Regions from separate parts of the Mus musculus genome. Here all the other regions are linked to region 2. Evidence: chromatin contacts called from public HiCAR-type and promoter capture Hi-C data. All regions are on one chromosome and are shown on one strand. The core of a region is the stretch at or near the end of the contact, and the rest is flanking DNA. Distances in the headings are between cores, read along the strand shown.

Region 1 (4,742 bases), core at 997-3,496, 110 kb before region 2:
TTCCCACAGGACCCAAATTTGGTCCCTAACACCCATGTCAAGAGGTTCACACCTGCAACGCCAGCTCCAGGGGGTCCAGCTCCCTCCCCTAGCCTCTGGAGGCACCTGCATTCATACGCACATACCCACAGACAGACAGACAGACAGACAGACAGACAGACAGACACACACACACATTTTTTTTAATGTGTCAGGATTTGTAAATCCTTTACAGTAATAAATGAAGTTATTTAAAAATTAATCTATAAAAGCACCACCTGTGGGGAAGTTAATTATCACTAATATCCTTCCAGTGCCCAATTGATATTGACAGTATTAAAAAACATAACTTAATGACCTTACTTTATTTAAAAGTTATGTTTACCTTCAAGAGAAAGAAAAGGAGACCACTTGGATACCTTTGTCCCTTTCTAATATTTCCATAATAGATTTTAAAATAAAAATGAATAGTACAAGAAAAAGAAATAAAGGGAGCCTCAACGTTGTGGAGCCTGGAACGCAGATGCATAGGTGTTGTGTGGAGCCGACCTGGCAGAGCCGAGGAGTCTGAGCCCTGAGCCAGCAGCAGATGCACCCAAGAACCAGTGTGTTTGGTATCACACATTCCCAGAAAGCTCAGGCTTTGTCGGGGCCAGAGGTCCCCAGAAGCAGAAGTGAAGAGGCTAAATACGGAGGACTAGTGGGGAAAATTTCACCAGGTAGTTAGACACTTTTCCCCACTAGGAAAAAGCAAAGGTAAATCAGGGGTAGGATTCTCGGCAGAGCTGAAGACAAATATTACCACACTGAGCCAGGAGAACCAACCAAAATATGCACATTGAGTCTGAGCTTCTGCTCTCATTGCCAGTGTCCTCTAAACTGGCATCAGGATATGAACCCTCTAAAAAAGGGTAGAAGGTGTTTCCAGAGGGAAATCAAAGAAGAGAGAACACCAATAGTGAAGGGTTGCCAAGCACAGGTCCAGCAGATAGCCATCAGTGAAATTCATAACTGGCAAATCGGTCCTGACTTCAGGGTTTCCTACCAGACTCTTTGTACTCAATGCTCAGTGTAAATGCACTGCTGTTCTTGAGATCCATGGGAGCTGAATGTCAAGACAGAAGGCAAACCTGGAGGAAACTGGGTTGAACAAAGAGGACCTAAAAATATTCACTCATATCCTCAGAGAGATGAGATGCTTCAGTCATGAGACAAGAACAGTACACTACAGAGAAAGAACAGTCAGATTTTAGCAACCAACTTTTCAAAGGTCAACTATGGGACATAAATTAAAAATAGAATCAAGAAGATACCTTCCCAGAAAGGAGAAGATCAAAGAGAGGTTGTACCTATAAAATAAATACCATACGAAGTAAACTCAGGGACTCTGTCGTTATACTGGATGATAGATGTTTCAATATACAGAGCAGAGAGCTCTGCAGGGGAAGGTCAAAGGTCAGCAAAATAACAGAATGAAAGGGGACATATTTTCAGGGTCAAGGGACCTGCTAATTCTCAGGAAAGTGGGAAAAAATGGACCATATGTCCAGTAACCAAACCCATGGCAGATCTAAGAGGTGATCCAGCGGGGTTCCAGAGAGAAAACACTAGTTAATAGGACTCTGAATTCTTACAAAGGAACAAAACCCGCCAGAAATAATGGAAAACATAATCACTTAAAAAGTTCCAAGGAAGTAATTCCAACCCAGAGCTGTACACTCGCCGCACTATTGCCACATCTGGAGGCAATAGAAGTCATTTTCAGATGTTCACTGTATCATCAAACCTTCCAGGAGCCTGTCTCCTCTGATCAGCTTGTTAGGGTTTACATGGGAGACTCCCCTTACACCGGCTTGTGTTCTGAACTCTCGGTGTCCAGATGCTGGCCCTCTCTGGGATGTTTTAGAAGCTTTACGAAGAGGAGCTTAGCTGGAGGAATAACTCACCCAAAGATATGCTTTAAAACTTAGACTGTCTCCAGTCTGTTCCGTTTTTTCTCTGCTCCCCACCATTGTAGTGTTCTGCCCATGAGCCCCAAAACATGAACCAAATGACCATGGACTGGATCCTCAGATGCTGAGAGCCAGAATAATCCTTCTTTTCTCCTTAGTGTGTTTGTGTCAAATACTTTACCACAATGATAAGAAAAGTAATGAATACAAGGTTCCTGGCAGAGTTTTCCATGATGGGAAATCCAGGGGGCGTGGGAGTGGAAGGGAGATGGAGAAACCTGGCAGGGGAGGAGAAGAGGAGACCTCACAGCCAGATAGATGCACTGTCCCTGCAGAACGGTATCTATTGGATACCAGGCAACAGGGAAAACAGATAGGGCTGCTCAGGACGTGCCTGTTGCATATGCAAATGTCTTCAGAGAGTGCAAAGAGACTTTCAATTCCAAGACACTCTATTTGGATGAAAGAAGCGTTCAGAGACAAAGGAAGCAAGAGGAAGGTGGAGAAGAGGATGGGATTGACTGCCATTTTCTCTTTTGTGCTGGCGGGGGTGGGAGGGTGGGGTGGTGGTGAAGATATGTCAGACAAGCACTCTACCAGTGAGCCATGACCATAGCCTGGGATCACCTTTTTAAATTTATTTTTTTAAGGTGAAAGATAAAAGCCATTTTAAAGTAAGAAAATGTAATATGCTGCCCCCGACTCTTTCAATACAAGTGCCTGCTGGGAGAAGTTTTCCCACCTCACATGATAGCGTATGGAGATATAGCTAGTTGCTCTAACTAGGGAAGTAGGCTGGGTAGGACTGGAATTCAGTGGAAGGCTCCATGGATGCAGTTAAACGCTCAACACCACCCACGGGCAGCCTCCCCATGAAGGCTCTTCAGCTCCAGATGGCCAAAGTCCCACATCCCTGCTTGAAACCTGTTCAAAGATTTTGGGGGTTTTTTTTTTTTTTGGTTCTTTTTAAAAATATACATACAAATATACATATATGCACAGCTAAAACAGGTTTATAGATTTTAAAATCTGTAACTCAGTGAACTCAAGCTAAGAATAGAATAATTCCAAGAGACCTGAAAAGACATTCATAATTTAAGGCTAAATCTTTCCAGAGAAAACAGCTGCTCTTCCAGGGGAAAACCTGGACATTTTCAGTGTTTAAACTTCCATTTCAAATCCAAATATTACTCATGTTAAGGAGGGGGACGGAGTAGTTAGAGGCAGAAAAATTAGTAAGTTATAACAGCCCAACAAGAGAACAACAAAGGGGGAACCAAAACGCATCCCCAGAGGCCAAGACACCTGCCCACACGTCTCCCATCAGTTAAGTGTACTAAAAACTGATGAATGGGACTGTCGTAGGGAGGACCCCGACAAATGGATGAACTTGTTAGCATGCTGCTGGTGTACAAATTAAACTGCTCCATTAACGAGCCAAGGGAAGTGATCCAGAGATGTCTCTATGCGGGTGACATCTGGATTAACTTGAAAGCCTTTCCCAATTATTTTCCTAATTATATTCGTCTTCGTCATTGCTGAGGGCAAAAATGATAAAGGCTTGCCATCTGAAAACACACACAAGAGTTACAGCTGGAAGCAGCCCCCTCAAGAGCAGCCTGGAGAAGGAGGTGCCCCTGGTGAAGCTTACAACCTCCAAACATGAGCCCTACACGTAAAATTCAGCTTGTAGGGAAAAACTACATCACAGTAAAATTCGCTATGAAGACACACCAGAAAGCTGTCTCAAGTACATGTTTTCCTAAAAGGTTTTTTTTTCCCCCTAAGATCTTGGTCATGGACAGGGTTGTAGACCAGTTTTTTCCAGTCAAGATTATTCAGAAGGGTAAGAGGCAAAGACTTTTTTTGAGAGACACTTGTCTTCAGAGTGTCCTGTCACAACACAATCTCCTTTACCCACAATCTAAAGTGTACAGTCAACAACCGCAAAGGTTCCATCCTTTTTTCTATCCTGCTGTTCTCTGAGACATGGGCTCACTTTGTAGCTCAGGCTAGCCTTGAACTTGAGATTCTTCTATGTCTTCCTAATACTGGTAAAAGGAACGCGCTGTCATATTTCTAACCATCTGTAACCCAAGGTGAGCTGATTCCTGTGACACATGATGAAGAGTCGTGTTTATGTGACATAAAACGTCAGGTGATACTTGACTCTCCTATAATTCAGTTTAACATCCAGACATCTCACAAAGCTCAGGAGAAACCTGGCAAGCAAGGCCAGGACCTTTTAATAGACATCTTATTAAAAGTAGCTCCACGAAAGTTTTGAGATGTTTTTAAGCAAGATGTTAGTGGATATCAGTTTTCTAGGAAGGCTGGATGAACTGATTGTAATTTGTCAGTGCAAAACCTTTGGATTACACAAGTTCCTTTAATAAAAGTCTTACTTCCAAAGGTTAAGAAAGGCACACTGGCAACAGAATGGGCCAATGTGTTCATTAAAACAGTTCTTGGCCTTCTTGGTGGCCTTGGGCGATGAGAGTGCAATGGTGTGTATCTGTAATCCCTGGGGCCTGCTGGCCAGCCAGTCGAGCTGAGTGGGCAGGTATCAGGTTCAGTGAGAGGCCCTGGCTTAGACACTAAGATGGAAGGAGTAGAGAGATGTTTGCTCTTGCTTGGGACCTGGACTTGGTTCCTGAACAGCTCAGGACCGTGACCCACTTGTAACTCCAGTTCCAGGAGATTTGATGTCCACCTTTGGTTTCTGTGGGCAACAGGCATTCACGATTACACTTTGATACATGTGGGCAAACACTCACACACAATGTTTTCTTTTTTTTATTATTAAATATT
Region 2 (4,557 bases), core at 1,160-3,659:
ACCCCCTCTCAAAAGTGGAGAAAGATGGAGGAAAACACCAGACACCAGTCTCTGGCTTCCACAGGCACACGCATGCCAACTGTACCCCCATGTACACGAACGCACACATTTTAAGGTGAATTATGAAAAAAAAAAAACTTGTAAGTAGCCTGAGGTGACAGGTGAAAATGGTTGGCTTCTCTCTTGACCAGAAACTGTACAGACTCATAATAAGCAAGAGGTGAAATCTTTATGTTCACTTTAAGAGCACCCAGGAAGTTACCGAGGCCATCAAGGGTGTGTATATGTGAAAAGCCACCAAGTATCTGAAAGATGTCCCTTAAAGAAGCAATGGAGGCAGGCGGTAAGAAAGTGGTTCAGCAGCCACAGGCAAGCACTGTTCTTCTAGAGGACCCAAGTGGAGAGAAAGCTCAGTGGTTAGAGAGAGCTTACTGCTCCTGCAGAGGGCCAGAGTTCAGTTCCTGGTACTCAGGGCCAGTGACTCTCAACCGTCTGTGACTTCAGCTCCAGAGGATCTGACACTTTAGACGCACAGGCGACACCCAGGTGCACACACACAATTAAAAGTTAAATAAGTGACTTAAAAATATGAGCAATGTGTGCCGCCTTAGTAGTACAAGCCTGCAAATAGGTAGATGTCCCAGGCCCAGCCATGCAGATTCAAGGTGTCTGAATGAGAGCTACACATTTAGCTGAGCCTGCTTAACACTGCAGAGTGTATCTGAGAAGGAGCTGGATGTGGCTTCTCTGGTCTCAGAGCATCTCCAGGTGAACCAAGCACCCATGATGTCCAACCACACTTAACAGAGCTCAGAGCAGGACGGTCCCACACCTCAGCGTCCCCTGCCGCATGGACGTGAGACTCAAAAGGAACGAACTGGACCTACACTGAAAGAGGAGGCTGAATAGAAGGGAGAGATGCTCCAGAAGAACCCGAGGAAGCAAAAGCTTGTGCATGGGAATAAATGCAAAGAATAAACAAAACTAAAAGTGGTACCCATCAACTAGGACCTTTAAAATGGGCAGCACGTGGCTCTAGCCAGGGCTCCGCCACGAAGAGCTTGTACTAAGCTCTCCCTGGACTAAGTTGTTTCCCCAGCACCTGCATTGAGCAGCGCACAGCCACTTGTCACCCTGGCTGCAGGAGATCTGAAGCAGTCCTCAGGTACTGGCACGCACACATTCCCCTTACACACACACAGACACACTTTAAAAATAAATAAATCTTTAAAAATTAAATTGGCACTGTGACTATTGGAGTCTATAGCAGAAAGGAAAAACCAAACCCTTAAGAACAGCTTTCTAGTGTTCTGTCTTGAGTCTTAGGTAATCAGCAACACCCCAATTTCTCAATGATCCCCGGTTCTCCCTGTTGACTCCCTGGCATTCACAAAAGTCCTCTTCAAACATCTCCATACTGATAATTTCTAAAAAGGATCCACAAGAAATCCTATCACAAGAGGCCACAAAGAAACGAACCATTACTTCCTAGTTCCAGGGTTTTCCCTTCCTCTTCTGGCCTCTGGTTGAAATTACGTCCAAGGTTGGTTACGAGCCAGGCAGTCTGGGCTCCACTCATAGTAGAATGTCACTGGGAATTGATTTTTGAAAAGACACGCTTTGCCTGCCTCCCTCATGCCCTGCACCACCAACAAAACCCTGACGTTACCTTTAATAGTTTAGTGTGACACTGGGCAGGGAAACATAGATGCTGTGTACCTGCAGGCTTGCAACGGCTTTGCCTGGTTAAGTGGCTCTGTGTGCCTGCCACGCTCCAGGCCCCATGCTGGATGTGGGAACAAAGTATTGAGCAAGGCACCTCTCATTCCAGGAGAACCCCGAGTATGTGGTGGGGGAACTCCCAACCCAAATCAGGGAATGACTAGCTCATACTGCTGATTCTTCAACACCCTGATGAAGAAGGCAGAAAAGGAGAAGGAGGAGGAGGAGGAGGAGGAGGAGGAGGAGGAGGAGGAGGAGGAGGAGAAAGAGAATGAGGAAAAGGAGAAGGAGAAACAACTAACAGAGCCCATAGAATTCAGCTCACTCTGTCTGGGGTGGATGAAAACCTCCAAAGAGGCACTGTCAAGACCTTTAAATGCAGTTTTTCTTCACCTTGGTCCTTCTCGTAGCCTCTCTCAACTGGCTGATCCACTGCCTCCCCTCACTGACCATTTATTAACTCTGTTCTGTTTCTTTCCCAGCGGACATTGGCTGCTGAACTTACCTCAGGGAAACTTCTACCCAGCCTGGGTGGATTTGAGGAGTGTACACCCAGAGCGCACAGTCCCCAGCACAGGATAGCTTAGCAGCTGGAGAGCAGGGGAGCCTGGATGTGACTCTGCGCGGCAAGGAAGCCTCTGGCCTCTGGGGTCCCGCGGGCTGCAGCTCCCACGCCCCAGGCTCCGCAGATGAATGCTGCTCTCCACGCCCTGGTGGCCCCCAGGGCTCCGCGTGCTGCTCAAGCCTTGGGAAGGTGACAGAAGAGGGAAGGGGGGCGGATTTTGGAGGCTGGCACTATCCCGCCTGTTTCTCTGCAACGTGGACCGCCCCCAAACTCCTGGACTGCAGACCCTGGGGGAAAGTGGAGGGTGGGGACTTTGGGGCGTGCTTGGAGCTTGCCTTCACTCTCTGCGCTGGAGCGCACCAAAGCAATCTCTCTACTTCTAGTACTAACCGCTCAGGAGAGGAATGGGGTGCAGTGAGGTAGTCTAAGAGGTTTCGAATGGTAGAGACTTCTCCCTTCTCCCTGTCCTAAAGCTAGTCACTCTATTCGCTTTCTTTTCATTCATCCAGCCTTGTGCAGTGTAGCACAGATATCTGACCACCTGCTGTGCACCTTGAGTAGGTGCCCAGGCCACAAAACCATTGAAATTGCAACATCTGCTCACTGTCAATGCAGAGACACACTTGGAGACAGAAGGTGAAAGGTATTTGCTGGGTAGGAAACTCAGAAAAGGCAATTCTAGCTCAAGTTTTGGAGATCTGTAGAAACGCTTAATTCTCAAATAAATTCTAAAGATTAAGCTAGAATCTGAGAGTCCCAAACACACGAACGAACGCAAGGAAGGACAAAGGGGGCCATGAGTCCCCTTTGGGAGAACCGGAACTCTGCTTCTCGGAACTTGCTGTGTGGTCATCTTGGGGCAGGGAAGGTATGAAGAGGAGGTAAGTTTGTGTGTGGGCGAACAGGGATGAAACCCACAGCCTAATTCTGGTATAGGTTCCACCTGTTCCATTTGGCAACACAGTGTCAGCTTCACGGAGGACAAGTTCAAGATAGAAGTGGTTTGCCACAGAGAATGACTTAAGCCAGACTATCCACCAGCTGCAACTTTGGCCACACCTTACTTTTTTTTTCTTTTTCTCTTCCTTCCTTCCTTCCTTCCTTCCTTCCTTCCTTCCTTCCTTCCTTCCTTCCTTTCTTTCTTCCCTTAAAGTTATACTTATATATTATGTGTGCATGTCTCTCTGTGTGTGTGTGTGTGTGTGTGTGTAGGGGGATGGGGGAGAGAGAGAGAGAGAGAGAGAGAGAGAGAGAGAGAGAGAGAGAGAGAGAGAGAGAGAGAGAGAGAGAGAGGCTGAGCACAGCTTTATGGAGTTGATTCTCTTCTACCTTGAGTCCCAGGAAATGGAACCAGCAAATGCCTTAATCCACTACACTCTTTTATAAAGAATTATTTATTATATTTTATGTCTGTGAGTACACTATAGCTGTCTTCAGACACACCAGTGTGAACCACCATGTGGTTGCTGAGAATTGGACTGAGCCATCTCTCCAGCCCATTCCACTATACTCTTTAGTCGGGCCATCGGGCTCTTTCTTAATGGTGTATAAAGGCATGAGTTAATGTCCCTCACTGTGTCTCCTGGATCAATCACAGACTTTGTGTTCTTCTCAGAGATTCCACACAAGGATAGGTATCTTCAAAATGGCGGTTCCATACCTCCTGTGGTTGGTCAAGAGGGCAGCTGAGAGGACACTGAATTTGCAACATTAGCAGGTGTCTCATGTGGAAAGAGTTGAGATTTCTGAGTGGCAGTTTCTCATCGATCACCAGCCCACCCAAAGTCACTTGCCAAAGTGTCCTACACACTCCAATGTTGCCCATCCAGTAATTTTCTCATAAAAAGCCCAGTGTGCCAGGAGGGTTTCTGGAAGTCAAGAGCCTGAGACTCCTGGCTCTGCCAGGACGTAATGAACCCCAGGCTCAGCTCATGGCAGGCATGTGAATCTCTTTGACATACAGTTCTGAAGCATCTTGATGCTCTGGATCCTAGGATGTCTAAACTGATTGCACACTGCTTCAAACTGAGACTAGCATTCAAAGAATGGGGTTCCCTCTCCCCACTTAGGTCAGAATGACAGGAAGAAAAGAGGCTCTTGAGCTGTGTAAAAGAAATTAGTTGCCTAAAGTGACCCCAAGTTCTCACTGTTGTGTAACCCATGATTTCTGGACAAGACACACGATGCGCCAATAGCCAGCGGGTCTCTGCTGTACTTCCGGGGCCTTTTCAGGAACATCTGTCACTAAAGGCAAAGTGTGGGTGCCATGT
Region 3 (4,889 bases), core at 905-3,404, 83 kb before region 2:
AGCTGGAACCCCTTTCCCTGCTTGCCATCCCCAGCCCCCACTACTGGCCACTCTCTAACCACTTGTCAATTCAGCAGCATTTTATTGCACTAAGGATTCTTCAATGTTCTTCATGCAGATACATATTTTGTGGGTATATAAAGTGCTGGTAATGGAACAGAGAGCTTTGGACATGAGACAAGGACTCAGCCTCAGAGTTACACCCTCAGTCCAGTGTCTACCTATACTTTACACAGGATATTTTATAAATAGCATACTTTTTCTTAAAGAAGAATAACTTCTTGCAATGATTAGAAAAATAAATCCTTCCTTAATATTTGAATACAGATCAAGCAAAAATGTCAAATCATCCCAAATCCTCCCTAAAGATATAAACATTAGCAGGGTGGGAGAGATGACTCAGAGGTTAAGAGCACTTGCTGCTCATGTAGAGGACCCAGGTTCAGTTCCCAACACCCACATGGTGGCTCACAACGATCTGTAGATACGGGGAAACCGATCCTTCTTCACCGCTGAGGACACCAGGCATAAGTGCACATACATAGGTGCACATACATACATATGCAAAGACAACACACTCAAACAGTTAAAAAGTATCTAGAAAAATAGTCATTAGCTTTTGATAGTCATGATTCCTGCCCTGACGAGATTTTTCTGGTAGCATTCTACACAATGGTACTTTTATTGGAAAGGGGCGCGGGGGGGGGGGGGTTGTCACATGATTATCCATTTAAAATTTCAATGGAGAGTTGGGTCAGTGCTTGTTGCTCTCCCACAGGATCCAGGTTCAGTTCCCAGCACTCACATGGCAGCTTACAACCATTTGTACCTCTAGTTCTAGGGGATCCAGTGCCCTCTGTTGACATCCTATGCACTGCATGAAAGGGTGCACAGGCATACAAAATACTCACATGTATAAAAAGCAATAAAATCTTACAAATGTAAGTCTTACATTTAGCTTCTCCTGATTAGAAAAATAAAAATAAGAACCCGGGAGCCCAGTGGTGCCATCTCGGCTACCCTGCCAATCTCACTTCCTTTTGCCTTCCTGTGCTCCTTGAGGTCTACCAGTTGGCACTGTTGTCCTGTCAATTCTTGAAGCTTTTACTCAGAGCAAAAATTTGGGCTTCGGTTCTTTCAGACTTGAATGGTTTGCCAGAGTCTCTCTTTCTGCCCAGTCACTCTTCTTCTAATGGGAAAGGGGCGGGAGGGGGGTTAACTTGCCATTTGGACCTGATTATCCCCACTTTCTTTTGCGGGGATAATCAGGTCTAAATCATCGGATTCATTGGCAACAAAGATTGGCCATCTTTGGAAGGGACCCTGTAGACTGAAAACCCCTGGGGAGGTATGGTGAGACATGGAGACACTGTCTAAAACTACCTTGGGGTCAAGAGAAGTCTTACATCTTCCACCAACTTTTGGCATTTGGGGGATTCTTGGGACTCACTTGAAGCCCTCCAGGTCCCAGTGTATCTGCCATAATCTCCACTGACTCCCTGTCCCCTCGCTGTTCACAGCCTCCCTGGCCTCAGTTTCTGAACACCAGTGATCCAAACAAAATACAATACAGTATCACTCCATTCTCTATTGTGCCCTCTGCTCAGCGGGATGTTTGGGGCTATCCACTGATCCTCTCAGAATCGACATTTCAAATGTGCAGAGCTGTGTTCACCAGTTCTTTCTGGATGGTGAAGTGACTGAGAGAAATCTGATCTTGACTTCATAGCTAAGCAGCAGGTGAAACTTCCTCTCTGTAGTTCACATGCAAAGCTAGTTGTCTGGTGTCGGTCCTTGTCTGTGGCTGGAAGGTGGGCTCACCGAGGCTTTTTACTTTATTTTGCTGAGTTGTACAAAAGAGGACTATAGCCGAGGCTGTACCCCTGCTTTGTCATTTGTCAACAGTCCTGCTTTGACTCCTGCATGACACAGAGGCACCCATCACCAACGTGGGGACCTCCTCCTTGGAAGCTGTGTGGCATGATAGGACCTCTAGGGGTGGGGGCACAAAACAATAAATACACATTCCTTCACACCAGGACTTCCTGGGTTGATATTTTTAACACTGAAAATGTTTTGCAGGGGGATGTAAGCCTGCAAGAACGCCCTTCCAGAAAGCTAAGAGCAGAGGATAAATACTCCCTCATCTGCATATGCATCGAAGCAACATTAGCAAAGCAAAGCCGGTTGCTAACAATCACACTCTGCGCAGTTTGAATGTAATCTCAGCTCCTATTTCCATTTTCTATCTGCATGAAGAACATGGGTGTGCTTCCAGATGCAAGAACACTTTCCTGGTGGAGTCTAATAGCTAGTTTCATAAACTACTTCTGCCCAGAAAACACAATACCTCCCCGACTGCCACCTACTCAACTAGTTTTTATTTGTGCTCAATTTTAAGACATTTTGCATTTTGAGGAACGGGGTGAGCAGGCTGGATAGCTAAACAAAGAATGGAAAAGAAAATGCTGTGAAATGAGACAAAATCGGTATAATTTAGACTCTAACGCAGGTGTGGAAGTGAATTCCTTCAAATAATCTCTTATTGGATAAAGGCTTTCTATTTGGAATCTCTGTGCTTTTCTAAGCAGTCACACATGGAATGTTTTAAAGTGTGTATTTAAACAAAGCCAATAAAATATACTAAGAACAAAATAAAACTGCCCCCCCCAGTGGGTTCCACAATGTGCTGGCTAGTTTTTGTCAACTTGACACAAATCTGAGAAGAGGATATTTTAATTGAGAAAATGCCTCCATAAGATTGGCCTGCAGGCAAGTCTGTGGGGAATTGTCTTGATTCGTGATTGATGTAGGAGGACCCAGCTCTGGTGCCACCACTGCTGGACAGGGGGTACTAGGAAGTAAGCAGGCTAAGCAAGCGAAGAGGAGCAATTCAGTAAGCAGCATGTCTCCTTGGATTCTGCTTCAGGTCAGCGTCTGCCTCAAGTTCCTGCCCTGACTTGCCTTAGTCATGGTGTGTGAGTTGTGAGTTGAGATAAACCGTATCTTCCCCAAGTTGCCTTTGGTCATGTGTTGTGTTCTACCACAGTACCAGTGGAAAAGTGTAACGTAAAAACAAAAAGACTAGACCTTTAGGCCCAGGCATGAGAATGTGACCTTTGTGACTCAATGCTCCAAGGCATGTTAATCATAAAACAGATAGTGACATTCCTCCACCCACCTGCTTCCTGGGTTCAGGGAGTATTTGTTTAAAAAAAAAAAAAAAAAGGTCATCCTGACAGTTCCTGGAACCCATTATGCAAATGTGCTATTGTTAGAGACTCATAGAAACTGTCTTGAGAAATAACTACACAATTATCAGGTATTTTTCCTTGTGACTTTTCACTTCCTTGTGACTCTGAACTGGTATTTTTGGTATTTTTCAATAACGCCCTCCCCAACCCCCTTGAGTTGTAGATTTTTCCTTTAAATACTCCCTTCCCCAGCTACTTGGGGTCCACGGTCCTCTACCCCTGAGTGGTGTACGACTGTGGGCCCCAGAGCGCACCTGGAATAAAAAGTCCTCTTGTGGTTTACATCAAAGCCATTTCTTGTGAGTGTTTTGGGGTGTCGTTTCTCCTGAGTCAGAACGTGGGGGAGTCCTCATTTTGTGGGTCTTTCACCAGATCCCTAAGGTATTCAACAACCTGGTCTAACCCTTGGTTACATGCCAACATCAGACCTCTTTATTTCTCTTTTGACTTCTTTTATTTCCAATTTTTAGTTTTTGAGAATTTCATATATGAGTTCACTATATTTTACATTATTTTTACCCTTCCATCTCTCCCTACCCTAAGACATAACAAGGATGCTATACCCTTTAATGTCATAACACATGACTGCCTAAATAAGAACCGTGCATTGACATTAGCGGTAGACCTGCTGATATAGATGAAGAACTTTAGGCTGTCAATCAATGGCTGCTGAGGGAGAGAGAATCAATTTTCTTCCCAACTTTCTTAATAGTCATAAAACTTAGCAGACAGTAAAGCCTGGACACTGAGTAACATCACTGACAACTTCAGTTAAGTCAGCAAGTAGGCCAAACATTGACCACTTTCCCTTCATTGACAAACACTCTGTTTTCTCTGCATGGCAGTCTTTCCTTGTGGGTAATTTCCCATGCAGTCAGCACTTTCTTACTTAGGCTTCAAGGGCTTTACCAGGCCAGTTCCATTCTGAGAGCTCAGTGTCTGTAGATAGCATCCCTAGCCATCGACAATGCCACCAACTCCCCACAATCAGCCACTTTCATCTCGGCTATGGGATCCATGAGTCTAGAAGCTCCTTGCCTCAAAGGGCTCTTACCATCTTTCTTCTTGAGCCTGGTGTTCCAGGAGAGCCTGGCCAGCCTCTTCTGCCCTGCCAGAGGAACAAACGAATATGTGATGACAACATTACATCACTGACAGGTTCCGTTTTAATATCAGTCCATGTACCAGAAGGGCTCATATGAGGGCTGGAGTCATCTCTCCCTGAACTGTGACACTGTCTTCCATCAGTCATAATCACACTCCTATGTGGGTCATAGGGATCAGCAGCACAACTCCAACAACATGGCTTCAGGCTTCAACTGTTCATTGCCACTAATTCATGTTTGAGACATGGGTCAGGATACTCAGATTATCCCTACCCTGTCACTTAGCATAGCTTGAATGTGGGTGGCAAGACACTACTGGTTGGAGCTTTTGTGTGCATTTGACTGTGTATGTGTAGATTTGGGTGGGGGTCTGTATATGTATTCAGGTGCATATGGGGGCTGAGAGATTGGCAGATGGTCTCTCTCAATTGCTCTTCACCTTATTGTTTTAAGACAGGATCTCTAACTGTAGCTGAATTTACAAATTTAGCAGTACTTGCTGTTCAAAGAGCAGAGGACCTTCTTGCCT

What was found. Promoter capture Hi-C pulls out the DNA fragments that hold promoters and counts their contacts. HiCAR-type assays count read pairs that join an accessible place to other places.
Region 1: a promoter capture Hi-C map of Sertoli cells shows a contact between it and region 2, with 4 times the contacts expected there. The contact joins the enhancer-like site here to the promoter of Col6a6 in region 2. A contact is called at or near these places in 7 of 39 promoter capture datasets (the 3T3-L1 cell line, Sertoli cells, cranial neural crest and 4 more), 1 of 15 datasets of contacts at CTCF or cohesin (pro-B cells), 2 of 484 Hi-C or Micro-C datasets (nephron progenitors and uterus), 2 of 115 datasets of contacts at active chromatin or transcription factors (fibro-adipogenic progenitors and kidney) and 3 of 9 other capture datasets (adipose tissue, embryonic stem cells and liver).
Region 3: a HiCAR-type map of kidney shows a contact between it and region 2, with 4 times the contacts expected there. The contact joins the enhancer-like site here to the promoter of Col6a6 in region 2. A contact is called at or near these places in 1 of 15 datasets of contacts at CTCF or cohesin (pro-B cells), 5 of 484 Hi-C or Micro-C datasets (Sertoli cells, cumulus cells, liver and 2 more), 3 of 115 datasets of contacts at active chromatin or transcription factors (embryonic stem cells, fibro-adipogenic progenitors and kidney) and 1 of 9 other capture datasets (liver).

The regions. Positions count from the first base shown.
Region 1 is chr9:105,717,850-105,722,591 of GRCm38.p6, forward strand. All of the region lies in intron 28 of Col6a6 (collagen, type VI, alpha 6), which reads right to left. Among named protein-coding and RNA genes, the nearest start is that of Pik3r4, 77 kb to the left of the region's middle. Within about 2 kb of position 2,247, at least 17 of the 459 cell types and tissues checked have an H3K27ac peak or open chromatin away from gene starts, as enhancers often do. A contact at or near this core is called in Sertoli cells, adipose tissue and uterus, where this site is marked.
Region 2 is chr9:105,825,676-105,830,232 of GRCm38.p6, forward strand. It overlaps Col6a6 (collagen, type VI, alpha 6), which reads right to left and starts at 2,410. Exons shown (of 37, transcript NM_001102607.1): 1 at 2,228-2,410.
Region 3 is chr9:105,742,952-105,747,840 of GRCm38.p6, forward strand. It overlaps Col6a6 (collagen, type VI, alpha 6), which reads right to left. Exons shown (of 37, transcript NM_001102607.1): 20 at 4,309-4,362. Among named protein-coding and RNA genes, the nearest start is that of Col6a6, 83 kb to the right of the region's middle. Within about 2 kb of position 2,155, at least 7 of the 459 cell types and tissues checked have an H3K27ac peak or open chromatin away from gene starts, as enhancers often do. A contact at or near this core is called in kidney and liver, where this site is marked.